Regions from separate parts of the Callithrix jacchus genome. Here region 2 is linked to region 1. The links are chromatin contacts, called in public Hi-C maps. All regions are on one chromosome and are shown on one strand. The core of a region is the stretch at or near the end of the contact, and the rest is flanking DNA. Distances in the headings are between cores, read along the strand shown. Region 1 overlaps NTM (neurotrimin). Region 2 overlaps NTM (neurotrimin).

Evidence for each region. Hi-C and Micro-C count contacts between places; a contact is called where the count stands out from the background.
Region 2: a Hi-C map of induced pluripotent stem cells shows a contact between it and region 1, with 4 times the contacts expected there. The contact joins two enhancer-like sites. A contact is called at or near these places in 2 of 3 Hi-C or Micro-C datasets (induced pluripotent stem cells and skeletal muscle).

Annotation. Positions count from the first base shown.
Region 1 is chr10:31,373,272-31,381,113 of calJac240_pri, reverse strand. The region is part of intron 2 of NTM (neurotrimin); the gene reads right to left. Among named protein-coding and RNA genes, the nearest start is that of NTM, 200 kb to the right of the region's middle. Within about 2 kb of position 4,788, at least 6 of the 16 cell types and tissues checked have an H3K27ac peak or open chromatin away from gene starts, as enhancers often do.
Region 2 is chr10:31,458,964-31,466,805 of calJac240_pri, reverse strand. The region is part of intron 2 of NTM (neurotrimin); the gene reads right to left. Among named protein-coding and RNA genes, the nearest start is that of NTM, 290 kb to the right of the region's middle. Within about 2 kb of position 3,410, at least 4 of the 16 cell types and tissues checked have an H3K27ac peak or open chromatin away from gene starts, as enhancers often do.

The sequences.
Region 1 (7,842 bases), core at 3,539-6,038:
GGCATTGACCTGGCATCAAGTGTGTGTGTGCACATGTGTATGTGTGGATGGATGAAAATTTTTCAACAAGGTGATGAGGAAGGGGAGGTATTGTGCCTCCATGCCATGTATACATCACCTTCAAACCTAGGACATGGAAGGCATAAAACACAAAAGAACAAATAATAATTTGGAGTTAAATAAGGCGGAGAGGAGAAAAACACATTGGTTTCATCATCATGTGTGAGAAATAAGAGGATGGGTTGTTTTGCCTCTGCAGAAGCTCGTGTGAGAAGCCCTGGACTGCAATTTCTGGATGGAGAATGGATATGTAGGCAGCTTTTGATTACAGCACTAACTGAGGGGGACAGTAGTGTGAAAAATCCAGAATGCTAGTGCTGGATGGACTAGGAAAGCCTCCAGTCTCATCACTTTATAATGAAGAATGTGTGTCCCAGGGAAGAGAAGAATGCCTTGCTTAAATTCTGTGTATTATTAATGGTAGGATATTTACAAGAAACTGGGTCTTCAGACTTCTAGCCCAGTGCCTTCTCACTACAAGCAGAGTCTACACACACACACACACACACACACACACACACACAAACACATTTCCAGGTTAACAATAGCATGGTTTCCTGTATAACTCCGCTGTGTTAATCTTGTTTAGACACTACATTTATCATGACACCCGTCTTCTCACAAACCTTCAGTGTCCACCCACAGCCTATAGGTTGAAGGTCAACCTCTCCCCTAGGGTGCTCAGACATTGAGTCCCCTGCAGTGTGAGGCCCCATTACTCTCCCATAGAAACCCTCCACTTCCACATTGCACGAGCCACACCTCTGTTAATTCCATTTCTGTTTCTTTCTTGTTCCAAACCCAAATCACAGCACAGCAGCTCACAGTGAGTCCTCTCAGAATCACCCAGCAGTTAATTTCTTTAACCAATTTAACAATAAGTACACATTGCCCTGAGTTAAATATTTATTTTTAATGTTTACATAAGCAGAATGAGGACCTTGTCTGACACAGTTTTCTATACCCAACTAGCCTGATGCCATTCCCCATAGTAGGTTCACGATAAGTGTTACACATTTGATGTTCAGTAAAATTCTACCAGGACTAGAATTTTTGATTGAAGACCTTTTCTTTTGATTGTCTGCTTTGGTTCTAGGTAGACTCAAGCTACCGAGATGGCAAATCCCTCTGGCTTTTGCTGGGTTTTGTGTCCCTGCCCTACCCAGATCCAACACCTATAAAATATACCAAGAGATAAACATCCCCATTTCTTAATTCAAATTTCATAACCATGGCATACTAGTACTGACTCAAACTATGTTGCCAAGAAAATTTATAGTAGTGGTCAAGAGAAAGGATTTTTGTTTCAGGCCATATTGGAAATAATCTGATGTTACTTTCAAAATGAGGTTATACAAAGCCTGTGGCTTTGCTCTGGGGCAAGCTCTCACTGTCTCTTGAGTTGCTCACTGTGGCGGAGTCAGCTGCCATGTTGTGAGGAATCCCTGTGCAGCGGCCTGCTTGCCAAGGGACCAAAACCTGCCAACAGCCATGTGAGTAAGCTTGAAGCAGATCTCTCATTTTGTCTTAACCCTTCTATTTGCTAACTGTGGCTGGGAGGTAACAATAATCTCTCTGTGCCTCAGTTTCCTCATCTGTGAAATGGGGATGCTTTTAGTAACCACTTCACATGGTGATGTAAAATCAAAGAAGACAATACATGGAAATCATTTAGAACAGTGCCTGGCACATAGCAAGCATTCCACAGCCAAGCATGCTTTATTGTTAGTTGTCTTTCTGCATCCTTGGCTTATTGAATGCTCAATTATGGGTCACTCTTCCTCATCAACCTCACCCTAAAGATGATGATTTGGTTTTTCTCTCTCTCAGTTTGTATTCCAAGAGCCCTGAACTTATTTTGATCTCTGACCACCTCTTCTTTCACGCTGTCAACTCCTGTAATTCTCTCTGTGGCTGGCCCCTGTTTGACTGACTTCCTCCAATTGTTTCCGATGCACAGTCATGAAATAATAGAGTCCTGGACTGGGTGCAGTGGAGCATTTAAGATGCAATTCCACTCATGCAGGTGCATGTTATAACTGGTGAAATAAGCTTTCCATATATAGGACAAAATTTAAAAATATATAGTATCAATTTTATTATACATCTCTATTATTCATCAATTTTTCAATTAACCAATATTTGTGAGTCCTAAGACTAGATTATATTTAATAATTTGAATTTGTCTGAAATGGCAAGTCAGAATAATTTGTGGTCAAGAGTATGGACTTTGAAGTAAGGCTTTTATTAGCTATATAACATTGAGAAATGTAATAAAACTTTCTGTGGCTTAGCTACCTTATCTGTAAAATGGGGATAAAAATAGAACTTACTCCAGAGGAAGAATGGGTAAATAAAATGAGAAAATACAATGCAAGTCATGTAGAGCAATGACTGGGTGTAGTTAGCACTGGTTAGTGTCCTTCTCTTTTCTGAGTACTTTTTCTTGCTCCATAGCCTCCCAATTGAGCATCACTTATTTTTTAGGTTAACTAAAATTAATTTGATGTAGTAGATTGCCTGATACGTCTTTCAGTAGCTAAAGTTGCTCTAGGTTCAGAAACGGTCAGTGTGAGATAAGTGTTGTAGATTGTTCTTTCCAAAGAGTTAAAAATACTTAGAAAGCAGTCTCTTAGTGCTGAAGCTGGTTGTCTACTTTCTTTTTCTTTTAAAGCACCTTAAGAGGAGAACAGAGTATTATAGTGGCCTGAGAACCCACTGTATTAATTATTTATTATTGCTTTGTAACAAACAAGGCAGCCTGAATGACAAACTTATTATCTCACAATTTCTGGGGTCAGAAATCTTGGAAGAGTTTACCTGGGTGTCTCTGATTCAGGGTTGCTCCTAAGGGCACAGTCAATCTGTGGGCCAGGCCTGTTCTAAAGGCTTGCCTGGAAGGAGGAGCAGATCTGCCTCAAGCTCACTCATGTGACTGTTAGCAGGTTAGGGGTCTCTACACAGGGCTTCCTCACAACATGGCAGCTGGCTCCCTGAGTGAATCCAAGAGGGAGTGAGAGAGCTTGCCCAAGAGGAAATCCATGAGCTTTTTGTCACTTAACTGTGGAAGTGGCAACCCCTCATTACAGCTGTATTCTATTTGAAGGTGAGGGTCTGAAGCTCATCTCAGTGGCTGTCTGCCGTAGTCATCTACATACGGGTGATCTCTGGAGAGACTTTCAATGCACATGGCTTTATGAACCTATGGAAAAACTGAGGCTGGAGAATCCCTTGAGCCTAGGAGTTCGATACCAGCCTAGGCAACATAGTAAGACTTTGTCTCTACAAAAACAAATTAAAAAAATGGTACACGCCTATGGTCCCAGCTTGGGAGGCTGAGATGGGAGGATTGCTTGAGCCTGGGAGGTTGAGGCATCAATGAACTGTGATTGCATCACTGCATTCCAGCTTGGGTGACAGAGAGAGATCCTGTTTCAAAAAAATAAAAAGGGAAAAACTAAAATATTGTTTTAAAAGTCTAACACACACACATATACACACACATGAGATTACCTATGAGAGTGTGTAATTTCACTGGCCTTTTAGAGATCAGTTACTACAGGTAAGGTTCTGTGCTCAACAGTGTGTAAACACAGTCCCGTTTAGCAGAGAGAACTTGCGTGGGTGGAAGCCTTGAGTTAGGTTCTGGTGAGAATCTGAGTGGGCAGGGAGAAGAACGGAAAGATGATAAGGAAAAACACTAGAAAATCAACATGGCCTGGAGCCACGGAGGGAAAAAGGAAGGGACACAAAGAGAAAATGAGCTGAAACAGAGAAGCCAAAAATAGGACAAACCACATACTACAACCACTTGGGGCAGGCAAGATTTTTACACTTCTTCTATCTTGGTGTTTTGATGAAATGCCCTAGATAGAGGCAAGAAGTGAGATAGAGAAGGAGGAGGTAAATTCCATGGCCTTTCAAAATCTACTCGACTCTGGGCACCCATGATTCTGCATCCGATGGTGCCCCAGAGAGAGCAGCAACCCCCTGAGCTCACAACTGTGCTTGCTGTGTGCTCACAGAACATGGTGGTGTTGGCTCCGGTGCCCTCTGTGGGCAGAGAGGAGTTCAGTCCTGCTCCTCTGCCCTCCTTTCCTGCAGGAACTAAACCCCAAAGGAGGGCCTGAGGAGTGTCTCCCATGTAGAACTTCCTCCCACCAAGCCTGGGAGGACTTGTCAATCGCAATCAGCCACCAGCGTGGGTTCCCCCAGCCAGGCCAGCTGGCAGGAAGGCTGCCAAGGCAGCAGATCTGACGAAAGAATTCTCAATCACATTTACATGTGCATGGTGCAAAAAGGGAAAGGAAGGGGGGAAAAACCCCTCCGGAATCCAAAAAGAAAGTCACTAACTAATTCACACAAAAAAAGAATCAGCCACAGATTTGTCTCAGATGTTCTCAAATTGCTGTCCTTAAAAGCTCTGCTTCCCCGTCTTCCTCCTCCTCCCATCCGTCCAATCGCCCAAAGAAAGTCTCTAATTTTGCTTTAATTTGTGCCTTGGTTGCAAGAACAAAACAGAGCGTCACTGCAGTTCCCCCTAACACCCCCCCACTGCATCCCCCTTGGCCTCTCAGCAGCTGCGCTTCCTCAATGGTCTGATAGAGTCCTTTCTCCACCATCGTTCCCTATTCTTTGCCAAGCGGATCCTGGCAGCACCAGGCCTAGTGTAGCACTGAGTGGGGGAGGCCTGGAGAGGGCCAGCCTCCATCCCATCAGACATCAAAGGGTCACATGGATCCCAGCTCACCCTCGGCCTCTCAGGGAACCAGGGACTGCAGGCTGAGGACACTGAAGGGCAAAGAGTGAAATGGCTTCTTCCGGGGTGACACAAGCTGTAATCTCACAAAATTGCAGATATCTTGGGCATTGTGCCAGGACCCCAGGGGTAGTAACAAATTTGGGTGTTTACATCACTTTTCAAATAAAAAATAAACACAACAGGCTGGTTACTTCCTCCCAGTTGAACCCTTTTGGAATATCAGATGACAGATTGTTTCTCTGTTGACTACTAATCGGACACAGGGTTTTATTCTCAGATATAGTCTTGGCTCGAACAAGAGGAGCCCTCACTTAAAATTCTCACTTCCCACACTCCAGGGAGGCTAATTTAACTCCCCTCTCATGGCCTCCGCCCCTGCCTCCACCAAAGATGAGAGTTCTGAGGCGCTTCTAATTAATCTTCGTAAATTGCTCTGCGATCTTGGGATATAAAGGCAAAGTATTATTAGAAAATGCTGGCTGGGTTAGTAGCAGGCCATAAAAGTCGGATGCTGATCAGCTCACTTTTCACACTGCAATTATTGGGAACGGTTGCAAGTGGTTTTATGCGATGGGAACATCGTAAGTCCTTAGGAAAAGCATGGGGCAGGGACTGAGAGACGCTCTCACTCGTGGTGGGTGTCAGCAAAGAGGGCTGTCAGCCGGTTAACCTCTGAGCTTTCTGCCTATAGTAGTCCTAGTGTATTGGGATCCCGGGAAGATGCTGCTGGCACGTCTGTTCTTTCTACTGTTGAGCATTCATAAAAGATCACTTGTAGCTAAAATGGACTTGAAAGTAAGTAGTTCCCATCTTGTTAGGCAGGAAGAGAGAGCTCCATGCTAACATTTTCTAGCTGGCGACCCTTGAGATAGTGACTACCTGATTTAAGGGGTCCATTGATAGTGAACTCATATCCATGAAAGCACTTCTCACGGGTTCATCTATGAGTTTCATGCAAATCCAAGAATAGAAGAAATCCATAGGAAATTTAGAATACATACCCCTGGGTTCCTCAGCCCCAGTTTGTGACTCATTGCTAGTCCATTCACAAAGATTAAACTAAAAAGTCTGGCCTCCGAATTGTTGTGTGACAGGAGGCAGGAGTCAGTCTCCCTCTCCCTTTGAGTCACCATCTGTGGTTAGCAGATATTAATCCACACCTTCTAGGATATTTGGTGGAGTAACTAATTAACATTTAAAGAATGCTCTTTGAACACAAAAAAGCACAGTGTCTGAAGGTAAGGTGTGATTACTCTTTTGAATTGCACACTTGCCAGGGTGATTTTTATGGAGGCATATGACCTTCAGAAGAAAAATACCCAATTAGTGGAGTTTGTTTATTATTTCATGTTAAAACATTGTTAACACAGACATTTTCCCTTAATATTTTATGAAGAAAATATCTTAGACAGATTTAGTATTTTAATATCTATTTGCCACAAGAGCTAAAGAACTAGATAATGAGACGTGTGTAGTATATTGGGGAGGTGGGATGGGGAAGGTACTGTTATGAGACTACAGATTTCTTTGAAATGAGTGAAAAATTCAAGGTACAGAGAGTCTGTCTTCTCTACTCTGGAGAAGGGGCTGGTATTCAGCTTAGGGACCTGAATCCAACTGGAAGAGCACGGAACATAATCTGTTCTGTTGGTACCAAGGACTCAGAGGCAGCTTCCCAGCACAGTGTCCCCAGCACTGTGGAAATAGGTTAGTGATGCATTCGGATCATCAAGGAGAGCCAAGGAGACGCTGCCTGTGTGTGAAAAGAGGAACCTCTAGAAGACCCAAGCAGCATTTGGAGCCATTGTCCTGCAGAAATCCCTTCTATTTGATTTTCTTAAAACCTCAGTTAGAAGGAACTACGGGCCATGAAGCCACAGGCTGGATAGAGAGGGACGGTAGAGAGACAGCGGGATACGATGGGATTCATAATGCCCAGCTCTGCTGAGATGGCATTATCCCAAATGCCAGTCAATCTCAAAAGAGGCCGAGATTTTTTGTGGCGGGGGCGGGGGGGGGGCATAGAGTTGTTGTTTGTCTAACAGAAAAGTAACAGAGAATGTGACGTTGACAATTATTGGGTATCAATGCACCACAAGATGTCCTAAGTATTTTGAAGGCATCCATTGATTCTTCCTCTTACCAATGCAGGAGTAAATAATATATATATTTTTTCAGATGAGAAAATGGAGACTTATCTAGAGTTAAAAAAATTAACAAAGCAAAACAAAAATAGAAACTAATAAGTGGTAAGTCCTGGACTTAAAATGCAGGCAGTTTAACTCCAAAGCATAGTTTAACTACTAAGTTAACTTTAGCATACATTACTTAAATTTAGAAGCGCAGCAACTGCTATCACTCTAAAAAAAGACGAAGAGATTCATTTACATACAGTTAGCTTTCCGGAAGGGGGAGGGCCCAGCTGACGAGCAGGAAGAGCTGGACTTTTTTTCCCATGTTTCTCACATGCCGCTTGGTGCCAGTCGGCGTAGATTTGAGTCCATATTTTCCCTTTCAAGGCTATTCTTGATGTTCATTTAAAACAGATTTCACTAGTATAGGAAACTCCACAGAAGTGTAGCTTTGAAAGCAGCAGCCTGGTCTGCATTCTAGAGGCCGGGAGCAGAACTCGTCTGAGTAAAGCTGGCTCCCGGGGGCATGGAAGGTGGGCATTGGGTGGGTGAGGGCCACTCTGGTGGGCTTCTTGATCTGCAGAGTGAAGGCTCAGAGCCCCTTTGGGACGGGATTTGAGGTCATCAGGATGGAAGAGCTCTGCATGGTCATGGCGAAGCCTGTTTCCCTTGCGGACAGGGCACCCTCTCGGGGGAATTAGAATGATTAGGGAAGATAGTTTGTTTCGCTTGAGAAGAGGCGGGAGAATGAGGCCATTTTGGGACCCTGGAATTTGAAGGAGTGAGGATGTCAGGGAAAGGCTGCAAGTGCTGGGCTTCAGAGGTGAAGTCGGAAATCTCGTATTAAACCAAGAGCATGGGAGGCCATTGTCTGGGATCAGCCTCCTG
Region 2 (7,842 bases), core at 2,161-4,660, 87 kb before region 1:
CAAATGAAATGAAGCAATCCCACACGAAGAGTTCTCCCGCCCGACTGATACCAGCGAGTTGCCAGCTCTCTGGAGTTTCAGCATCCTTAAGGCCAGAGCATCCCAGCTGCAGGGAAGCAGAAACACTGTCCAGGTCCTGCTGATCACTTTATAGATGACAAAGCTGAGACCCGCTAAGGATGCGGCACTAAGTCACAAACACCACACTGAGCTTTAGGACTGAGCTTGCTTTCTACTATAGTTACTTCCTGCAATACCTCCTGGCCTCTCCTCTTCAAGAATACCAGCCCTAGGAGTGACAAGAATGTCTTGGGTAGAGAAGGAAGACTTCGTATGAACTGCACTCCTTTTCAGTGAGCTCTTTCCAGTTTCAATTCAGGCAGTGGCCAAGCACATGTGCAGCCTGCCTGCTTCTCTGGGAAAGAGAACGTGCGCGTGTGGCAGTACTTCTCACAGCCACGCGAGGGCACCAGCACCCCATGCAAGGACCCTTCCTCCTGCCTACCTGTGCACCCCTATGCTGTGTGTATATTTTCTTTCCATGAGGTCAGGAGTATCAAGGTTGTAAAATAACATATTTTCACTTGTTTTCTTCCTACATCCAAGACATAGCATTTCTGAAGTCAATTATCTCCCTGAGTTGCCATCATCTTCCCACCCTCTTTCTCTTTGTGCTGCCTTTCAACCCATCAGAGTCCGACACCAACAGACGGGGGAGAAGGCGGGTAGGCAAAAACAATTTTTTTTCCCTCAATGAGGATGTCAAATCCTTGTTCTGGCACTTTATTTTAAAAGGCTATCTGCAAACATAAGATCTCTGTTCTCCACCCCCTGGAGAGAGAGAGAGAGAGAGAGAGAGAGAGAGAGAGAGAGAGAGAGAGCTGCCATGCTGTCTACAAAGGGTCTCAGGCATCACCTGGGCCCCCAAGGCACAGGTCCTTCCAGTAGCATTTGTCCAGCAGTGCTCCTGGTGTGGGATGGGAGAGCATTTTTGCAGATTTTCCAAAAGCGTGCAAAATTACAGCGGCAAGCATCGTCCCCTAATTGCATTATGTCACTGTCTGGCGCCATATTTAAATGCAGGTTTTGTCCAGAGGTGGGCAGGTGACCCAAATGACTACGAGATAAGAAGAAAGACACACACATTGACACTCATACACAGATAATGAGGACACAATTTGCAGTTCTTACAAAGCCCAGGCCTGGGGCCTAGCCGAAGCACTAGGGTTGATCTGGCAGAAACAGCCCTGTGATGCTTTTGGGGCCGCCAAAACGTCCTGCTCACAGAAGGCCACCAGCATCCCTTGTCCTCTAAGGCAGGTGTCCTCCCAGGTTAGTGGAGATGGACTTGTCAACCACAAGCCTCTCCCCTCAGTCAGGAGCCCGTAGGAAGCCCTGATCATCCCCGTGGTCACCAGCTATACTCCAGTGGGCAGCCAGCAAGGGTTCTGCAGTCACCTTCTGACCCATTGCTGTACTCACCATTTACCACCAGAAGCCTTAGGAGTTTTCTGGCCCTCCTGCCCTCCTCAGCCCTCTCATCCTTCCCCATCTATTTTTAGGCTAAAGCCTAAAATAGACAAGGGACATGGATACTCCCCTCCCCTCACCCACCCAGACACTGTGGTCTTCTCTGTCTTAAGGGAGCAGTTATCACAAAGGCTTTATTTTGAAGGCCAGAAAGAAGCAGCTAAGGCTGGTCCATAGATATTTGAATTCCATAAGCTTCCACTGAGGCCCTACTGTGTACCAGGAGTGCTAAATACCAAAGTACAATGATGTCCCTTTCCCACTACCAGTAGTCTAGTGGAAAAAAGTATATACGAATAAGTATCCTGTCATCCAGTTAACGCCAGCCTAGAGAGCCGTGAACAAAGACAAGCTGGGTTTGAGTGTGGTCTGATGAGTGAACAGGAAGAGTCTGGGCAGAAGAGAATGTGCTGGAATCCCAGGGAGACTGAACCGGGGAGGCACTCCAGCTGTCCGGGGTGTGTGACGCGGTTTCCTCAGAGCAGCAGAGCCACACGGCACTCATTCCAGCCATTCAAGCACACCTGCGCCTGCTTCACGAAGCAGGCGCAGCTCCTCCATCCACGTGCAGTGCGGATGGACACCTGTCTCCTCTCAGAGGAGGCTTCTTTGCTCAAGTCGCCTGCCTCTGCCTTTCCCTGACTGCGGAGGCCTGGCTTGCTGACATTGCTGCCTGGACCCTGATGCAGTTGGGCCTGTGCTCTGTTTTGAGGCCTCCCCAGAGCGGGTACATTCAAGGGTCTCCTTGCTGCTCTGCTCCCGGCGGGGAGGGAGGGACAGCACCACTCAGACTTGTTCCTCCCACGTCTGCCAAGAAGGGCGGTCCTCCCGGACTCATGGTGTGGAAAGCAGAGTCCACTCCAGAAACAGGGAATTTGTGTAGAAAGAGAAAGAGAAAGGAACGGGCACGCGGAGAGGAACACAGTGAGGGCACGCTGCGGGCCCCTGGCCATCTGCTGCCAAGCGGCAGTGCAGGTGAGGGCAGCCAACAGCCAGCCCAGGGCTCTCAGGTGGAGCTGGGATGGGGGCCTCTTTGTCCGTGAGCCAAGCACCTGCTGCTGTCCAAGATTTGGAGCCCCCAAACCTTGACTCGACCTTCAAAGGGATCTTAGCTCTCAAACCAACAAATATCATTGCCCCCACCAGGTGGCCAGGTCCTTACTCCGAGGCAAGCTCCCCAGGTCCTTATTCTGAGGCAAGCTCCTGGGACACACTTCTCTTTGCCACTTTTGATACCACCTCTTTGATCAACCACCATTGATGGGCACTTTGTCACTCTCCAGTGGCCTGTGAATTTGCCCAAGGCCTCAGCTTCTTATAACGCTGACTCTTGGCGGTTTTCACGGGGCTCCGAGCCATTTGCCACCTCTGCCAAGTCACATATATGCCCAGCTCAGTGTGGGCTCCAGAGGAGGGTGAGGGCAGCCACCGGCAGGCCCTGCCAGCCCAGAGCTAACATTGCTTCAACCGCATTCTCTGCAAGCCCAGAGCTGTTAAGGCCGGTGCAAGCAGGAGCTGTGGCTGATCCCCTGAACATGCAGGTGATTTAGAAGGAAGGAGACAGGTGTCCCTGGCCTTCCATAAATAAATTGCACAGTGATGGGGTTGGGCGGGGAGGGTGAGTACAGAAACCAGATAGTGCCCCAGGGAGTCAAGGGGTGGAACTGGCCTTCCGGGCTGATTATGCTTCTGCCCGGGGGAGATAGAAATGGCTCCTTCCTGGCATCCATAAAGTTGCTGAGTGCAGACCTTACCTAGAAAGGCAAGAGCCAAAAACCTCCTAGTAAGTTCTTGAGCAGAGCCTATTAGGGAGGAGTTCCTGGCGCTTTTGCTAGGAGAGAATCAGGGCTGGGAGGAACGGTCAGAAGAAAGATGATGGGGGCGGGAAAAAGTGAACGGAAGATGGAGTGAGGAAGGACAGAGCAGGAGGAAGAGGGAGAGCATCGGCAGACAGTGAAGCAGAGGGAAGGATGTCTGCTTTCAGAAAGGGCTGGAGGCTGAATTTCCTGGGAGCCTCCTGGGCCCCAGGCCTGTAGCATCTACTGAATGAACACTAGGATTGCTCAGTGAGGGACCAGATGGGCAGGGGATGGCTCTCATCACACAGACACCTCGCTGGGCAGTGTCAGAGGTGGTTTTAGCCTAGATCTGAGATCTCCAAGAAGGGCTGTAACTCCCGGACAGCACCTGTGTCTGAGAAACAAACCTCCCTGATCCAGTGGGGTAAAGGAGCAGGTGAGGTAGGGAGCAGAAGGGGACACAGTGGTCCTAGACCTCAATGCTCAAGCCTGTCTCCTGCCCCAGTGCCTCGTGTCTGTTTCCTTGGCCTCACCCCAGCCCCACTAGAGCCTCCATTCCAGGTAGAGACTGAGCAGCTGGCAGAGAAGGCCCAGCCCCGACGAAGCCCTGCTCTCCAAGCCGTTTTGCCACGGCACTCGGAAATGGGAATGAAGCAGACAGCCACAGAATAATAAATGAACACAGGCGTGCATTCCTTAGCAAAATAAATAAATGTATAAGAAAAAAAGAAAAAAAAGAAAAGATTTGAGGGCATTTTTTTTTCTGTTTTTTCCTTTTTGGTTCATTTTGCTTAAAATCTAAGAACTACTTTTTGCCAAAAGAAATGAGTGTGGAGTGAGTACTGGACGTGGTGGGAGAAGAGCTTTTGGGGTGCTTTCTCTTATCTTGCAGTGAGGCAGCCGATGTGATATTTTAATAGGGAACTCATTTTAATAGCCTACAAATGAGAAGTCAGAGACAATTAAAATTCATTTCCAATTAATTGTTTTTTCTTCTCTCATTACCAAGAGTTGCCAGTCAGACACCAACAAAGCCTTCAAAACAAAAGCAGCTCCCAGCCTCCGCTTCAATCTGATGCCACCTGGAAGGAGACTCCAGATTGCATCAGTATCTTTGCTTCAAACTTCTCTCCCTTCAGCAAATGATTTCCCCAACCCCTTTGCAGGCAACAGATAGCTCAAGTCTTCAGAAGCTGGGACCCTCTACGCCGTGCAGTCACGGACAAGTTCATTACCATGGCACTGCAGGAGGCTTTTTTATAGTTTTTAATTCTGGTTTATTTGTTCTCCTGAGGAATGGTCTCAGCAACCGCATTTCTTGAGACTGATTTAGCTTCCTCCCTTTCCCTCACCACCCCCCTTCTGTGCTGTGACCAACAATCCAGGCTACGAAAACAGCCTAAGATGACAGACCCTCACCTGAGCCGGGAGCCAGAGCCTCAGTGCCCCCACGGCTGAACTGCTGAGTGACGTTGCTCTCCCCCCTCACCTGTGCAATAAGGGAGCCTCCTTCAATGTCTCCAACATGGCTTCCAGCTCTACAACCTTTACTCTGCATTAAAAACACATTAGCAATGGCATCCATGGAACATTTAATGGATGCCAAGTATCTTACACACACACCTCACTTGATGCTCATAAAACACCTCCTTAACCAGATGCCTCTGCTATCCACCAATTCTCAGAGGAAGAAATGGACTATGGGGCTTTTCAAAACATGCCGAGCCAGGGTTTCAGCGTGGCTGATTCCAGAGCCCGACCTCTTAACCTCGATTTCCTCCATGGCTTTGATCTCTGACTCCTTTAAAGATGCCAGAATTCCTGGAAAACCCCCAGCCTTGTTCTTCCCCACCTCCCTCGTCTCTCTCTCTTTGAAAGGGGGGAATGTTCTAGTTAAACTCTTCACCTCACCTGGATCTTGATGACTAGAGTGGACTGCCCTGAGTGACCAACCCTACAGGATGCAGAGAAGCTGGGGCGGAGACACTACCACATCTCTTCTGGTACAAAACCCAGAGGGGCATGTCCGCTTCCCTGAGTTCCAGCCCCTTTTGAAAGCACAGCTGGTCCTCTGTGCTCCCCCTACTGACCACCACCAGTGGAGCAAGTCTCCCCAGGGGCGAAAGTTCTCACTGAGCCTTACCTTATTATTATTATTGTTGTTGTTTGAGATGCCTCGTAATAACTGGGATAGGTTTCTTAGGAAGCCAAATAATGGGATGCATTTCCACCCTGGCTTTATAATTAATGTTTGCATCATTTATCTTTCGCGGAAAGATTATTCTGACTAACGAGGTTCTGGGCCACTAATTCATTACACTGCCTTGTCACTTCCTGCTCCTTCTTATTACCCAGAAATAGACTCATTAGTCAGAGTTCAATGACAGGGAGAAATTGTGTTCCTTAATTTAATTCCCTCACTCACTTCTGGGCCCCATGTTTGTCCGAAATTGGGGATTAGAAGGGGGGAGATATGAGTCATCCTAAGTCTCTGCTTCAGACTCATTATACCTCCCCTCTTGCTCCTGTCCAACAAGGAAAGGGCCAGGAGAGCTTGTTGTGGCTACACGGGTGCTGTCCTTTCTCCACTCAAAGCTACAAGCAGGTGAAGGGACACAGCCCAAGCACTTAGGGACTTGTAACAAATAATCAAGGTTTTTTTTTGTTTTTTTTTTTAATCTCCACTCATAATTAGTAGTACTACCTGGGAATCCTTCCTTAGGAATATCCAGAAATTGCCGATAGCAAATGCGATAGAAGATATTTATAGATATACAGAGAGGTAGATACACACAAACACACAGGTAGAGAGGTAGATATACACGCCCACATACATGCACGACACAAAGTGCTTCCAAAGTCCTCTGCCATGAGAACGTAAGGTGTTACAATAAAGAAATGAACAGCCCAGGCTTGCGTTCCATTGGCATGTGTTCAAATCCTGCCTTTTCTCATGCGAGTTGCAAGGCCTTGTTCAAGATACTTAACCTCACCCGGCTGCAGCTTCTCAACCACAAAACAGGCATGACAAAAGCTATCTCTCATCATTATGAGGCTCAAGTGGCACAAGGCACTAGAAGTGGATTGCACAGTGTGTAGCAACTGTGACTATTAGGAACCTGGAAGAAAGGTGTCCTTGGAGTTCAACTAATCAAAACCTCGCAGTGGGAAGAGGGGCGTCTCCAGGCAGTGGGTCCCAATTCTGGCAGCACAGAGGAGGCACCTGAGGATGCCCAGGCCCACCCAGACTGTTTGAGTTGGAATCTGAGGCATGCGGGGAGGGAGTTCATGGGTTTAAAATGCTCCTCCATGGTTCTAAGGTGAGGTCAGCATGAGAAGCCCTCAAGGTCTTGAGAACTGCGATGTTTCACTCCTGGACTGTTCCTATTGAGAGAAGCCTGAGGCCAAACACTTGCTCACTGCTGTAAGGCAGAAAACTTTCTCTGGGTCCCTCCAAGACCAGGATTAGTACTCATGTGATTCCAGGTTCTGGTAAGCTCACTGGGGGCAAAAGCAGGTGTATCACCTGGTGTCATGGGGCTGCTACCCTACAGGGGAGCTGGAATCAGATCACCAATGAATGCTTACATACAAAGCAAAAACAAATGTACGGAAGGAAAAGGGTGGATTCAAGTGTGAGCAGCCAGCATGGGGATCAGGAAGGCTTTCCCAAGGCAGGGTCTGGACTGAATTACTAAGGGTACTGAGGGAGCAGAAGTGCTTTCTAGGAAGAATGAGTAAAGACTATCACAGGCTGGGTGCAGTTTCTCATGCCTGTAATCCCAGCACTTTGGGAGGCTGAGGTGGGTGGATCACCTGATGTAGGGAGTTGGAGACCAGCCTGACCAATTTGGAGAAATCCCATCTCTGCTAAAAATACAAAAAATTAGCTGGGCATGGTAGTGCATGCCTGTAATCCCAGCTACTCAGGAGGCTGAGGTAAAAGAATCGCTTGAACCCGGGAGGCGGAGGTTGCAGTAAGCCGAGATTATGCCATTACACTCCTGCTGGGGCAACAAGAGCAAAACTCCATCTCGAAAAAAAAAAAGACTACCGCAAAGCCCATGTGGCTGGAACAAGAAGAACCCACAGAAGAGCAGAGTTGGAGAGCAAGCAGAGGCCAGTGCCCACAGGGCTTTGTAGATTCTGCCCAGAATCAGGGTCCTCCTCTTTAGGGGCAAAGGGAGCTTTTAAATGAAAGAATCCCAGGTAGGGCACAGAGGTGGGATGGCAAGATCCAATAAGCCATCCCCAAACCCCACTTATTTCCTTACAGCATGATCACGAGGACCAAGACCATGGCATGGAGCAAGGGGCCAGCCAAAGCACTCCCCTTTGCTAGGGTCCCCTAGGCCTCCAAATCAGCTCTGTGGACAACATCGCATGACCCCAGACCCCAATGTGCAGGGCTGAATCTCTCACATGTGAGGCCTGGATCTTTATTCACCCAGGCACTGATCAATAGCTCACCTTCCAGAAATGTTGATCCCAGCCACAGCTGGAGAAGAATGCC